4 separate regions of the Mus musculus genome follow, and all the other regions are linked to region 2. The links are chromatin contacts, called in public Hi-C and promoter capture Hi-C maps. All regions are on one chromosome and are shown on one strand. The core of a region is the stretch at or near the end of the contact, and the rest is flanking DNA. Distances in the headings are between cores, read along the strand shown. Region 1 holds the start of Pithd1 (PITH (C-terminal proteasome-interacting domain of thioredoxin-like) domain containing 1). Region 2 holds the start of Cdc42 (cell division cycle 42). Region 3 holds the start of Rpl11 (ribosomal protein L11). Region 4 holds the start of Asap3 (ArfGAP with SH3 domain, ankyrin repeat and PH domain 3).

Region 1 (3,067 bases), core at 224-2,723, 1.4 Mb before region 2:
TGCATTTCAATGTAACTAAGAACAAGGCCAACCTGTTGTTGAACTCTGATCCCCCATACTTGATGCAGCAAGCCCTCTAACCCACTGAGCCATCTCCATATCCCTGGAATAAAATATACCAGCAAAAGCTAGGTGGGAGTCTCCCGAGGGCCGAAGCCCTCACTACTCACAGTCTCATCTCCGAGGGGTGCGAGTCATCATCCTCGCCCATTATGATGACGCCTTTCAGCTTGACATTGCCCGTAAACCTGCCAGAATTCCAAAGAGAAGGTTGTCTACCTGGGATTGAACCCTGAGGACCAGCAGCCATGTGACTCTGACAAGACCCTTCCCTTTTAGCTCAGCTGACTCATCTGCCACCTGTAGTCCTTTCAAAGACCCTGTCATTCCATACCTCCAAGAAATGTAATCACCTCAATTATAATTCGACAAATGCATGTGTAGTCACACACACACACACACACAAGCTCCTATACTTACTTTCTCAAACCCACCAAAGAAAATCTACCCCATTTCTAGACACAGGTGTGCACTCTTGACATAGCCATCAAATGAAGTCATCCGAAGAGACAACTGGGTACAGCCCAGTTTGCCTGAGGCAAGAGCCAAGGAGATACTTACGGAATATTAAACAGGAGCTCTTCGTCCGCATCACTTTCAACAAACTGCGGTGCATGGGGAGGAAGCAACAGATATCTGCTGAGAAACTACAATTTCAGGCATCTGGCCTCCCTGTTCTACAAACTGAGTCGCGATGCAAATGGACCTGTCCCAACAACCCGCGCCCAGGTCCTCATAGCTGGGAGCTGCTCAGTCTCCATATTCTAATCACCACGGCCCCTCTTAGAGGGATTCTAATGGGGGTTTCCCAGGCTGCGAACTCAAAAGACCAGTGCTTCTGTGTACCCTTCTGGAGAACCTTCAAATGGCTCTCAAAGGGGTCTGGGTTCCAGGTTAGAAGTACGGATCGCGACCCCAGGCCAGGTGAGGCCATCGGACAGCCATCTGGACCAATGGTCAGAGGAAGAGACAGCAGTCCTCTCTGCTCTCCTCCCTCACATGCCCTCGCCGCCTCGGAAGGGAGGTAAAGCGCCCACCTTGCTCCTCTGGGCCTCAGTTTCCCTGTCTGTCTACCCTGCGAGGCCCCGGGGCTCCCGGGCCGCCCACCTTGGAGCGGTCGGTCCGCTCCTCCCACGGCTTGAAGACGCCGCGGCCGCTGCCCTCGCGGCTCTCGTTGAGGCACTGCAGTCGCTCCAGGTCGATGCGCAGGTACAGCCCGTAGGCCAGGCCGCGCTGCTCGGGCGGCTCCTCGCGCTCAGCGGCGCAGCGACAGCCGCCCCCGCCGTGGCTGTGGCCGTGCGACATGGCGACGCCGCCCGCCGGCTCGCCTGTGACTCCCTCGGCACCGCCGCTCACCCGGAGCTCACTCGGCTCCGCGACGACCGCCAAGCGCCGCCACCGAGGCGTCGTAAAAGGCGCCCCTGCGCGGCGCATGCGCGCGCGGCCCAGAGGGCGGGGCCGGGAGGGATTGACGTGGACCTGCGCCAGCAGAGCTGGACGCTGGCGGTGTCGCTCAGTGGTACCGTTCAAGCGTGGAAACTGTAGGGCTGGGGACGCGTGGCAGGGACGCGAATCCTCCCCTCCCGAGCCAAAGCGTGCGCTTTCTTCCCTAGCGGCCACCTTTCTCCGGCGTGGTGGATAAGGCGGGGCCGACAGCACAGCAAAGCTTGCCTCCTCTCTCCCCCTGACGCCCTGTTAACCTCATCTGTTTACCCCCTACTTTCTCCCGCCTCTTTTCCTTCTCTGTCTCCTTTCTCCGCCTTTCCTTCCATATTTTTAAGCTAGTTTCTCATGTGCCCCAGGCTGACCTCAGATGATCTATGTACCTTCAACTCCTGACCCTCCTGCCTCCAAATCCCAAATTCAGGGATTAAAGGCACGCACCACCAAATCTGGTGTTAGATTTAATTAGTTACATTTATTATATATCTATCATGGGTCTATCTATCTATCTATCTATTTGGTGTCTTCTGTGGCTTATCGCGCTCTTTCCCTTAATAAAGTGTCTTACTACCTAGTTTTGGCTGGAACTATCTACTGAGCCTGGAACTCACTGTGTAGATCAGACTGGCATAAAACGCAACAGAAATCCATCTGCCTCCGCCTCCGGGGCGTTGGGATTGAAGGCATGGGCCATCCTGCTCAGCAGCATCATATTTTTTTGATGCAGTCTCTCACCGGACTCGAGGCTCACCATTTAGACTAGGCTAAATGGTCAGCGAGCTTCTAGGCTCCACCCTCCAAAGCTGGGCTTGCTGCTGGGCCTGTGCTTGGCTTTTATGTGACTGCTGGAGATTTGAACTCTGTCCTTGTGTTTCCACAGCAAATGCTCTTAGCCGCTGAGTCATCTTCATAGCCCATAGCTACCTTCTTGATAGAAGGTATACTCACCACCAGACCTGGGGTGAGAATGCTGGGTCTGTCCCTGACGGTGTGACACTAGGAAAATATCACCTTTTCCTATTCTGAGTCATTTTTCTCTGTTCCGTGGGCAGGATAGTATCTGTTGAGTAGTCACACTGAATAGTAAGGGAAGAATGTGATTCAAGAACTCAACATGTGGGCTGGAGAGATGGCTCAGTGGTTAAGAGCACTGACTGCTCTTCCAGAGGTCCTGCGTTCAATTCCCAGCAACCACATGGTGGCTTACAACCACCTGTAATGGGATCCAATGCCCTCTTCTGGTGTGTCTGAAGACAGCTACAGTGTACTCATATACATAAAATAAATCTTAAGGGAAAAAAAAAAAAAAAAAAAAAAGAAGCCGGGCACAGTGGAGCACACCTTTAATCCCAGCACTCGGGAGGCAGACTGAGTTCGAGGCCAGCCTGATCTACAAAGTGAGTTCTAGGACAGCCCGGGCTATTCAGAGAAACCCTGTCTCGAAACACCCCCTCACCCCCCGCAAAAGAAGAACTCAACATGTAAGGTGGTGGCACATACCTTTAGTCCTGGCACTCAGGATGCAGAGGCAGGCCGATTTCATAGTTTGAAGCCAGCTTGGTCT
Region 2 (3,018 bases), core at 155-2,654:
AAAACTAAAGCATGCAACTTTGAAGTTGCAATCCTAACAAAGACAAATCAGGGGTATGACGAAATTCTCTTTTCACCTCATTCTTCAAACCATGCACTGAAGTTGGGTTCTTTACATCAAGTAAGTCACAATTAGTGTGGCAAAGAATTGCTCCTGCAATTCACCCGAGTATATAGCCAAGGGGTCCTTTAAAGATCATACCTACACAAGTGGCTGCAGACAGTGTATATTCCCTGACCAAAATAACTTAAACCTAAGATTTTGAACCTTCGGTATTTTAGGTGCATCTCAGGCAGCCTGAAGACAGGCAACAGGATTTCAACAACAACAAAAAAAAATTGCCACCTTACTCTGAACCAATGTGCTGGGTTGACCCACAAAGGCCGCAAGATGCTGTCTTAATTTGAATAGCCCTGACTTGTAGGAGTTAAAACTCTCACCCCTTATGCTGCGATGACGTAATCTTCCACACTGAATTTCTCCCAGAGTTAAAGGGGTGGAAAGAGGAATTTACAAAATAGTAATAATAACCGACAAAGAAAATTTCCTGCTAGGAACGAGGAACTGAGTAAGTGGCCAGGCGGGGTTTCGGGAGGTGCTTAGGCAGGTCCCGGATGGCAAAGAGGCCGGCCCCGGCAGGAGAGCCCCGGGAGCCGCGGGGCAGGAGAGGACACGGCGCGGGGCTGGAGACCGCCGAGGGGCGCAGGCGCAGAGCCGCCCGGTCCGTCACCTCGGCCCCGGCCCGGCCCGGCCCTGCGGCCGCAGTTCCGCTCCCCTCCCCCGCCAGCCGCAACGCGTCCGTGGCGGGGCCGGGGAAGCAGGAAGTCGAGGCCCACAACGGAGAGACAGCCCCCGGCCTCCGACCCCGGTCCGGACCGGGCGTCTCCCACCCCGCGCCCCGGGGCCTCGGAGCCCGCGGGCGGCCGGAGGGGGAGGGGAGCGGGTGGGATGGGTGTGCCCGGTCCTCTCGCCGCCGCCGCCGCCGCCGCCGCCGCTGACAGCTCGGCCGGGCTGTGCCCTCGGCCGCCGCCATCCCCGGCCGCGCCGCGCCGCCATTCCAGCCCTAAGCCTCGCCGCGACCCCGCCTCGCTTCCCTCAGAACCCGGGCCGGCGGGCGCACGCGACCCCGGCAAGCCCTCCCTCGCGGCCCACCGCCCGCAAGCACCGGGATGCCCCTGCCCGCGAGCATCCTCGAGAACCGAGAGAGGACGGGGGGGGGGGGGACACGCGAAGGGGACCGGGCGGCGCAGAAGACGCTCCCGCAGGGAGGCTTCTCGGGCCCCGCACTCACCTCAGCTTCTCCGCCGGGGCGTTGGCAGCACTGCGCGGGGCCTCCTCGGCTGCCGGACAGGGGCACGCGCCTGACGTCAGCACGCAGGGGACGCATGGTTGGGTGCCCGCGGAAGTGGGAGGGACAAAGAGAGAGAAGGGGCTGAGGGCGGCTCGGGCTCCGCCCCTTGGCGCGCACGCGCGCGGGCTGCGTTCCTTGCATGCTCTGGTTGGCTCTCTGCGCCTTTTAACGGTATTTTTTATCCGTAATAAAACTATGAACAATGATGTGCACGGTGTTGTAACTAAAGTTTATTTTGAGTCTTGCAACTTCGTGAAGAAAAGTGTTGTAAATATGTTTTACTTTTATATTTTTGTTTATTTTATTGAGACAGGGTGTCATTATGTAGCCCTTGCTATCCCAGAATGGCTATGTAGACCAGGCTGTCCCAGAACACAGCAATACTACTGCCTCTGCTTCCAGAGTTCTGATATTTCAAGAAATGTACTACCATGCCTGAGCTGTCTCTCTCTTTTTTGTTGTTGTTTTTTGTTTTTTGACAAGAGTTTCTTTCCATGGGTAGCCCTAGCTGTATTGAAACTTGCTGTGGAGCCCAGGCTAGCCTGGAACTCAGAGAATCCCTTGCCTCTGCTTCCTGGGTGCTGGGATTAAAGGTGTGCATCACCATACCCAGGCTACCGGGTTTGTTTTGTTTTGTTTTGTTTTTAATAACTTGAGACGTGATCTCGTTTAGCGCAGCCTGGATTTGAATGCTTAACTAGGTACCAGAGGTTGATCTTAAACTGCTAAGCCTCTACCTCCGAAGTGCTGAGCTTATAGGCGTGCCCCTCCATAGCCTGCCTCTTTGCTTCTCTGAGAGAGGAAGTGACTTGCTGTGCACAGCTTTATCTGTCTGTTTTTGGAGTGGGAGTTGAGTATCACCCTCGGTTTTGTTTAGAACTAAAGACTTTCCCCCTCAAAAAAGTCCTACATTTACTGTCCCTGAGTGCTCTCCCCTGGCCCCTTTGGTTGGATCTGACCTATCAAATCCTTCTCTTCCCTGTCATCTCGGCGCCTGTTGAATAGCTGCCTTCTCTGGCCGTGTACTAGCTGCTGGAGAATAGAGAGCCTAGCCTTCTGTCAGATGCTCCCCAACATTAGAGGAACCTTATCTCAGTAATGTTCTCTTGCGGGCTGGAGATGTAGCCCAGTCGGTAGAGAGCTTGCCAAGAATGCACGAAGCCCCACGTTAGTGCCTCTACCACATTCATAATCCAAGCTCTGAGATGGATGGCTGTAATCCCAGCACTTGGGAGGTGGAAGCAGAAAAATCTATGGTGACCCTTGGTTGCATAGAAGATTCAGAGTGTCCTAGGATACAAAACATCCATTCTCAAAAAACAGGAGGGTGTGTCTTAAGGAGGCAGAACTCTGAGACCTCAGATGTGTGCTCCTGCATCCAGCTTTATGTGGGCCCTAGGGATTCGAACTCAAGTCCTCACACCTGCGCAGCAATCACTTTGCCCTCTAAGCCACCTCCCAGCCTGCAATCTACTTCTTTCAAAGCTGTACTGTAAACATCGTTCTGTGTCGAACGAAGCCCCGCTTATAGCAAGGCTGCATTCTACCCTGTGGGCATTTCCCTATGTGGGCAATCTCACCCTATAGGGATCGAAGTTGTCTAGCCTTTCTCCGATGCCAGGGAGGACCCAGGGCTCACCAGATACTTGGCAAGTGCTCTGCCACTC
Region 3 (2,918 bases), core at 104-2,603, 1.3 Mb before region 2:
CTAAAACTGACAAAAGCCAGTGTTTTCAAAATGCTGACTGTGGTCCTAAGAAACAGTATCCAAACCCAATCACAGACCACCCACAACCACACTAGCAACAGACTCCATGTTTCTAGCAAGGTAACTCCTGTCATGTGGCCAAACAAGGGAATCACAATTCATTTTAAGTGAGTTGAGGCAGAGCCAGAAGTTAAGAAGCACTGGTGGGGGGGTGTTGGAAAGATGGCTCAGAGGTTTAACAGGTTCTGAGGACCTACACGGTTGTTCACAACCAACAGAAACGGGATCTGATTCCCTCTTCTGTCATGTGGGCATGCATGCAAACAGAGTACCCATGCACACACACACAAATACAAATAAAAGCATGGATAGGACCTCATGCCAACAGTGTACGGTATTAACCCTGTTCTTAGCTGTCAACCAGGCCCACGACAGCTCACGTTATAAGTCCATTTGCACCCGTGCTCCGGTCAGATGAAGCAAGCTTTCCAGATCCACTCCTCTCTGGTCAGCCCACCGCCACTCACCTTTGGAGAACACCGGGGTCTGGCCTGTGAGCTGCTCCAACACCTTGGCTGCCCGGGTCAGTCTGTCTCCGCTCTCCCCGACGCAGATATTGAGGCAGAGCTTGCGGATGCGCAGTTCCCGCATGGGGTTCTCCTTTTCCCCTTGATCTTGCTGCGAAGAGGGACACAGCCATCAACACCCTCCCGCCCCGTCAGAGACGAGAAACAGCCAAGGTCTTCTCCGCTCTGACTTCTATCGTCCCGGATCCCGCCTAAGCCCTCGGGACCACCAAGGTCTCCGCGTTTGGAAGAGAACGAACACAGAGAGAGAGCCTGAATCCCAAGCGGATCCACGAGTAGGGAACAGACACTAGAGATCGTAGAAAGTATACAATGTAACCCTAATCAAAACTACAGGAAGTACCGGCCTCTGCGCCATGCCGTCCCCCTTCCCAAGCTAGCACGGGTCCTGCGAGTAGGACTCGCAGAAACTCCCCAGCACCACACAAGCTGCAAGTGTCCCCTTGGCCCCGCCGTGGACCTCCGCACGTCGCGCTCGCACTTCCGGCAGCCCCCAGACACTGCGTCTGGGCCCTCGGGGCTGCAGACCTGAGCCCCATTCTTAGGATGGGCGGCGATGCGGCGGGGGTGCCCCACGGCCGCCCAGTCCCGCCGGGCTTAATGCCAACAGCCTCGCGGGCTCCGTCCTCCTCCGGCCACCCGCGAGACAGCCGCCCTGGGCTCCGCCGACTGCGGATGGAGACGGATGAAAGCGAGGCAAAGCCAACTCTCGCCTACTCACCGCCATGGTGGAGAACAGGAAGAGAGAGGGAGACTTCCGGCCCCGTGGCCTTATGGGTCAGGAGGCGGGCTTTTCTTCTAGGCAGACAAACGAGGGGAGAGGGGGAAAGAGAGGCATAGCTGTCGTGGCGCTGCCACCTCTAGTGGACTGTCCTCGAAACTGCAGTCATCTTGGGCAAAAGACTAGGTCGTGGGTTGTCCGATGCTGGTATGTTCTTGAGTCCATGACTCCAAGAACAGTCTCAGAACCTGGTGGTTCTTGAGTGATGTCACTGCCCAAAGTCCATTAAATCAGTTGAGCAAAGGGCTAGAGAGAAGGCTTTACAGTTAAGAACAAAATTCCCGGCATGAACACGGTATTTCAAAACTGGTTGTGCCTCCAGTTCCAGGGAGACAGATCCCTCTTCTGGCATCTACAGGCATCAGGCCATGTGTGCATACAGGCAAAACACCCATATAAATAAAATAATTTTTATAAATAAATAAGCTGAGACGCCAGGCAGTGGTGGCGCACGCCTTCAATCCCAGCACTTGGGAGGCAGAGGCAGGTGGATTTCTGAATTCTGGTCTACAGAGTGAGTTCCAGGACAGCCAAGGTTAGACTGAGAAACCCTGTCTCGAAAAACAAAAACAAAAACAAAAACAAAAAAATCAGCTGAGGCTGGAGAGACAGCGCAGTAGTTAAGAGCACTTGACAGCTCTTCCCAAGGTCCTGAGTTCAATTATCAACAACCACATGGTAGCTCACAGACATCTGTAATGGGATCTGATGCCCTCTTCTGGTATGCAGGTGTACATGCAGATAGAGTACTCATACATAAAATAAGTGCGAAGATAAAAAGAAACCATACAGATTCTAGACCCTTTACTTTGTAACTATGTTAACAAGTATACAAATCAGAGTAGTGGCTTAAATCAGCTGTTCCAGTCTGATGCCCTTGTCTTCCTTCTGAGGACCCCAGGCACACACTTACAAGGACATATGTGCAGGAAAAACTTAAATACAGATAAACTAATAAATAAAAAGTAAATTTTGAAAATAAGAGTCCTGAGCTGTGAATACAGGCAGGTGTGGGTTTGATCCAACTAGCTAGTTACTAATTAAAATTACTTCTGTCTGTTTTCCCCTTGTGTAAAACAGCTACTTCTGTGTCATGGGTTACTGTGTAATTCAGTGAAGTATGTAAGTTGTTACTTTTATAATTAAGTCAAGCCTACAACATCCAAGCAACACCCACCTTCCAAAAGAAGTATTAGACATGGTAGCTAAAAAGAAAAAGGACATCAGAGGTGAGAGAGAGAGAGAGAGAGAGAGAGAGAGAGAGAGAGAGATCTGACAATGGCTTACAGATGCTTCTGAGAAGAGATCATCAGTTACAGACTATAGGACACGCCCCCTTCCAGGGTTACATTGAATCCTCAGAAGCTGAACTCAAGGATGAGGACCACCAAGATCCACATCCCAGGCAGATGCTGGCCTTCCTTGAGTCAGTCAGTTTCTCTAACATGAATGCATGGGCAAAGAAGAACACAGACGCCTTCGGTAGAAAAAGGGCCTGCCCTCTCCTTCCTGCTGCCCCCAGTACCCTTCTCTAACCCACACAGGGAGGC
Region 4 (2,700 bases), core at 177-2,676, 1.2 Mb before region 2:
GGGAAGGAGAGAGCCAACTCCTGAAAGTTGTCCTCTGCCCTCATGAGTTCAGTGTCCTGCATGTTGTGCACACATGAGTACACACACAAACACACACCCACACCCACACACCCACACACATTCATGCACACAGCAAATTTCTAAAACTGAAAATTTTAAAAAGGGGCTGGACAGATAGATGGCTTAGTGGCTAAAGAATGTTTGTTCTTGCAGATGACCCTGGTTCAATTCCCAACACCTACATGGTGGCTCACCATCATCTGTAACTCTAGTTCCAGGGGATCTGATGCTCTTTTCTGGCCTCCAAGAGCGCCCAATATTCATTCATAAAACCCCAGCAGAATAAAGATGATTATGAATGGGGTATGTGGAGTGAGGGATGGGGGGAGCAGCAGGTGACTAGTTTTAAACAGGGTGGTCAGGATAAGCCTTGTAGTAAAGTTTGAAATGTTTGAGCTAAACCTTGAAAAACAAAACCCCAAATCAAATAAACAAAAACCGAGGGAGGCAGACAGGGAGAAGCAAATTTGGAAGACTCAGCATTGGAGTCTGAAGGAACTGTTAGGGTCACTTAGCATCTGGTCTGGGGAAAGGGGACCAGACGCCAGGGGCCAGGTTGGGCGATGAAGGTGTCAAGAGGAAGCCTCTGAAAGAGCCCTGTGAGATGGACGAAGAAAATAAGGCTTTCAAGAAGAAGCAGAAAGAGTCCAAGGCAATGGGAAGGGCCCCTGGCTCACGGCTGGAATTAAGAAACCAGGCAAAACCAAACCACAACAAAAATACCTGCAAAACAACAACAACAACAACAACAACAAAATCCCGAGCTATTCTGTGTACCTGAGATAATAGTGAACCTCTCCCATTCTTACTTAAACTTATTCGGAGTTATGACATGATTCCTTTTAAAAACCAGAGGGGCAATTGATTCAATGGCACGTAGCTGGCTGATGGCGAAGATCTTATATGGCCTCGGTGGCACAGGCCTTGCCTTTAATCTCAGCACCGGTGAGGTAGAGGAAGACGACTGCTCTGAAGAACCTAGAGTTAAGGAGAAGAGAACAAGTGAACCAGGAGCCAGCCAGAACCAGGAGCCAGGCTCTGTGTCTGTGTGTGTGTGTGTGGTAGGCTTTGGAGGCGGGGCTAGGGAGGGAAGAGGATCGGGGACGGGGGCTGGGAGTCAAGAGCGGAGCCCCAGGAGAACTCTCCCCATCTGTAGGTCTTGGAGGCAGGGCAGAGTGGGGCCAACGCGAGGTTGGGGCGTGACCAGGGAGTTAGGGGCGCGGCTTGGATGTGGCCGGAGAGTGAGGGGGATGGGGGCGTGGTCAGGGAGTTACCAGCGAGTCGGGGCGTGGCCAGGGAGGTAGACAAGTGGTCTGGGGGCGTGGCCGGAGAGAGAAAGGCTGGCGGGCGGGGGCGTGGCGGAGTTAGTTAGGGGCGGGGCGGAGCAGGGAGTGAAGAGGCCTCGACTAGGACGCTGCGGGTGGTGAGACAGGCCCTGCGCAGAGCAGCTATACCAGCACTGTTAAGTGCAGCGTCCCCCGCGTTCCAGGCAGCTCCGGTGTTTTCGCCTCGTTCCCACCATGCCCGAGCAGCTCAGTGTCGCGGAGTTCCTGGCCGTCACCGCAGAGGACCTCAGTTCCCCAGCCGGAGCAGCTGCCTTCGCCGCCAAGATGCCCCGGTGCCGCGGGGCGGCGCTGGCACGGGAGGAGGTGAGGGGCCGAGGCGGGAGGGGACCTCAGGTCAACTTGGGGCCTGGCTTTGACCTTTGCAGGAATGCTTGGAGCTAGGATGGCTCTTCGCTGCGCTCCAGAAACCCGCCCCTCTTAGATCTGTGGGAACCGAGCTCATCTCAAACATCTGTGTCCCCAAGGTGGAGCCTGGGAAGAGAGGACCAGATGGGATCTCGGGGTCACCTCGATACAGACTCCACATGTTGGGGCACATCTCCCATATACTTTGGGCGACTTGCCCATTATATGTGTATTTGCTCAGCGGCTTACAGTTCTGTGTTTTCGTTTTAGAACCCCACAAATATGCAGCCCCTCAGGTCACTCCCTTTCTGAGAAGCAGGCTCAGTCCTGAACTTACCTCTCCCAGGCTGCAAGAGAGAGAGAGGAGGCCCCCTCCTCCTGGCTGCTGGTTCTGAGACTTGGCTTGCCTTGTGGAATGATTGTGAATGGGAAGGCGCCAGGAGCCGGGGTTCACCTTGGCTGCTGCGGGCCAAGTTTATAGGCTCCTCTCCCCTCCCCTCTCCTCTTTGTGTTTTCAGGCAAAGTGTCCCAGGCTCTTTCTTTCGCCCTTGTAGGCTGCCCCACCCCATTCCCAAGCTCACTGGAGTTCATTCCTCTTCTCTGGATTCGCTGCAGGTTTTCATCCCCTAGGAATACACTGGAGCAGAGAGCCTGTAGTCTGGGGCCAGACGGGGATAATATGAACCCAGCTCTCTTCTAGAGAATGCCCTGGGTTGAGGTGGCATTTTGGACTTCAGTGGTCAGTCTGGCCTTCTCTATAAGTTGTACCTACTGTGTGGCAGATACAAAGCTACCCAGAAATACCCTGAGCTGAGGTCTTAGGAAATCTCCCTTCCTCTTCTCCCCTGACTGGCTGGCTCTCTGTCTGGACTTTTTCCTCTTTGGTAAGGAAGGCAGACAATTATACAAAGACTGTCGGATTTCAAATGATGCATAGGTTCAGAGCCAC

The links. Promoter capture Hi-C pulls out the DNA fragments that hold promoters and counts their contacts. A called contact is a pair of places that touch in the nucleus more often than the background predicts.
Region 1: a contact with region 2 is called in a Hi-C map of B cells, with 5 read pairs. The contact joins the promoter of Pithd1 here to the promoter of Cdc42 in region 2. A contact is called at or near these places in 1 of 39 promoter capture datasets (liver), 1 of 484 Hi-C or Micro-C datasets (B cells) and 1 of 9 other capture datasets (liver).
Region 3: a contact with region 2 is called in a promoter capture Hi-C map of liver, with 2.2 times the contacts expected there. The contact joins the promoter of Rpl11 here to the promoter of Cdc42 in region 2. A contact is called at or near these places in 2 of 39 promoter capture datasets (hippocampal neurons and liver).
Region 4: a promoter capture Hi-C map of neural stem cells shows a contact between it and region 2. The contact joins the promoter of Asap3 here to the promoter of Cdc42 in region 2. A contact is called at or near these places in 4 of 39 promoter capture datasets (the 3T3-L1 cell line, hippocampal neurons, liver and 1 more).

Annotation. Positions count from the first base shown.
Region 1 is chr4:135,985,771-135,988,837 of GRCm38.p6, forward strand. Pithd1 (PITH (C-terminal proteasome-interacting domain of thioredoxin-like) domain containing 1) reads right to left here and starts at 1,474. Exons shown (of 6, transcript NM_025411.4): 1 at 1,168-1,474; 2 at 622-665; 3 at 171-248. The coding sequence starts at 1,365.
Region 2 is chr4:137,356,355-137,359,372 of GRCm38.p6, forward strand. Cdc42 (cell division cycle 42) reads right to left here and starts at 1,405. Exons shown (of 6, transcript NM_009861.3): 1 at 1,292-1,405.
Region 3 is chr4:136,052,040-136,054,957 of GRCm38.p6, forward strand. It overlaps Rpl11 (ribosomal protein L11), which reads right to left and starts at 1,354. Exons shown (of 6, transcript NM_025919.3): 1 at 1,309-1,354; 2 at 528-678. The coding sequence starts at 1,314.
Region 4 is chr4:136,204,939-136,207,638 of GRCm38.p6, forward strand. It overlaps Asap3 (ArfGAP with SH3 domain, ankyrin repeat and PH domain 3), which reads left to right and starts at 1,427. Exons shown (of 25, transcript NM_001008232.2): 1 at 1,427-1,709. The coding sequence starts at 1,581.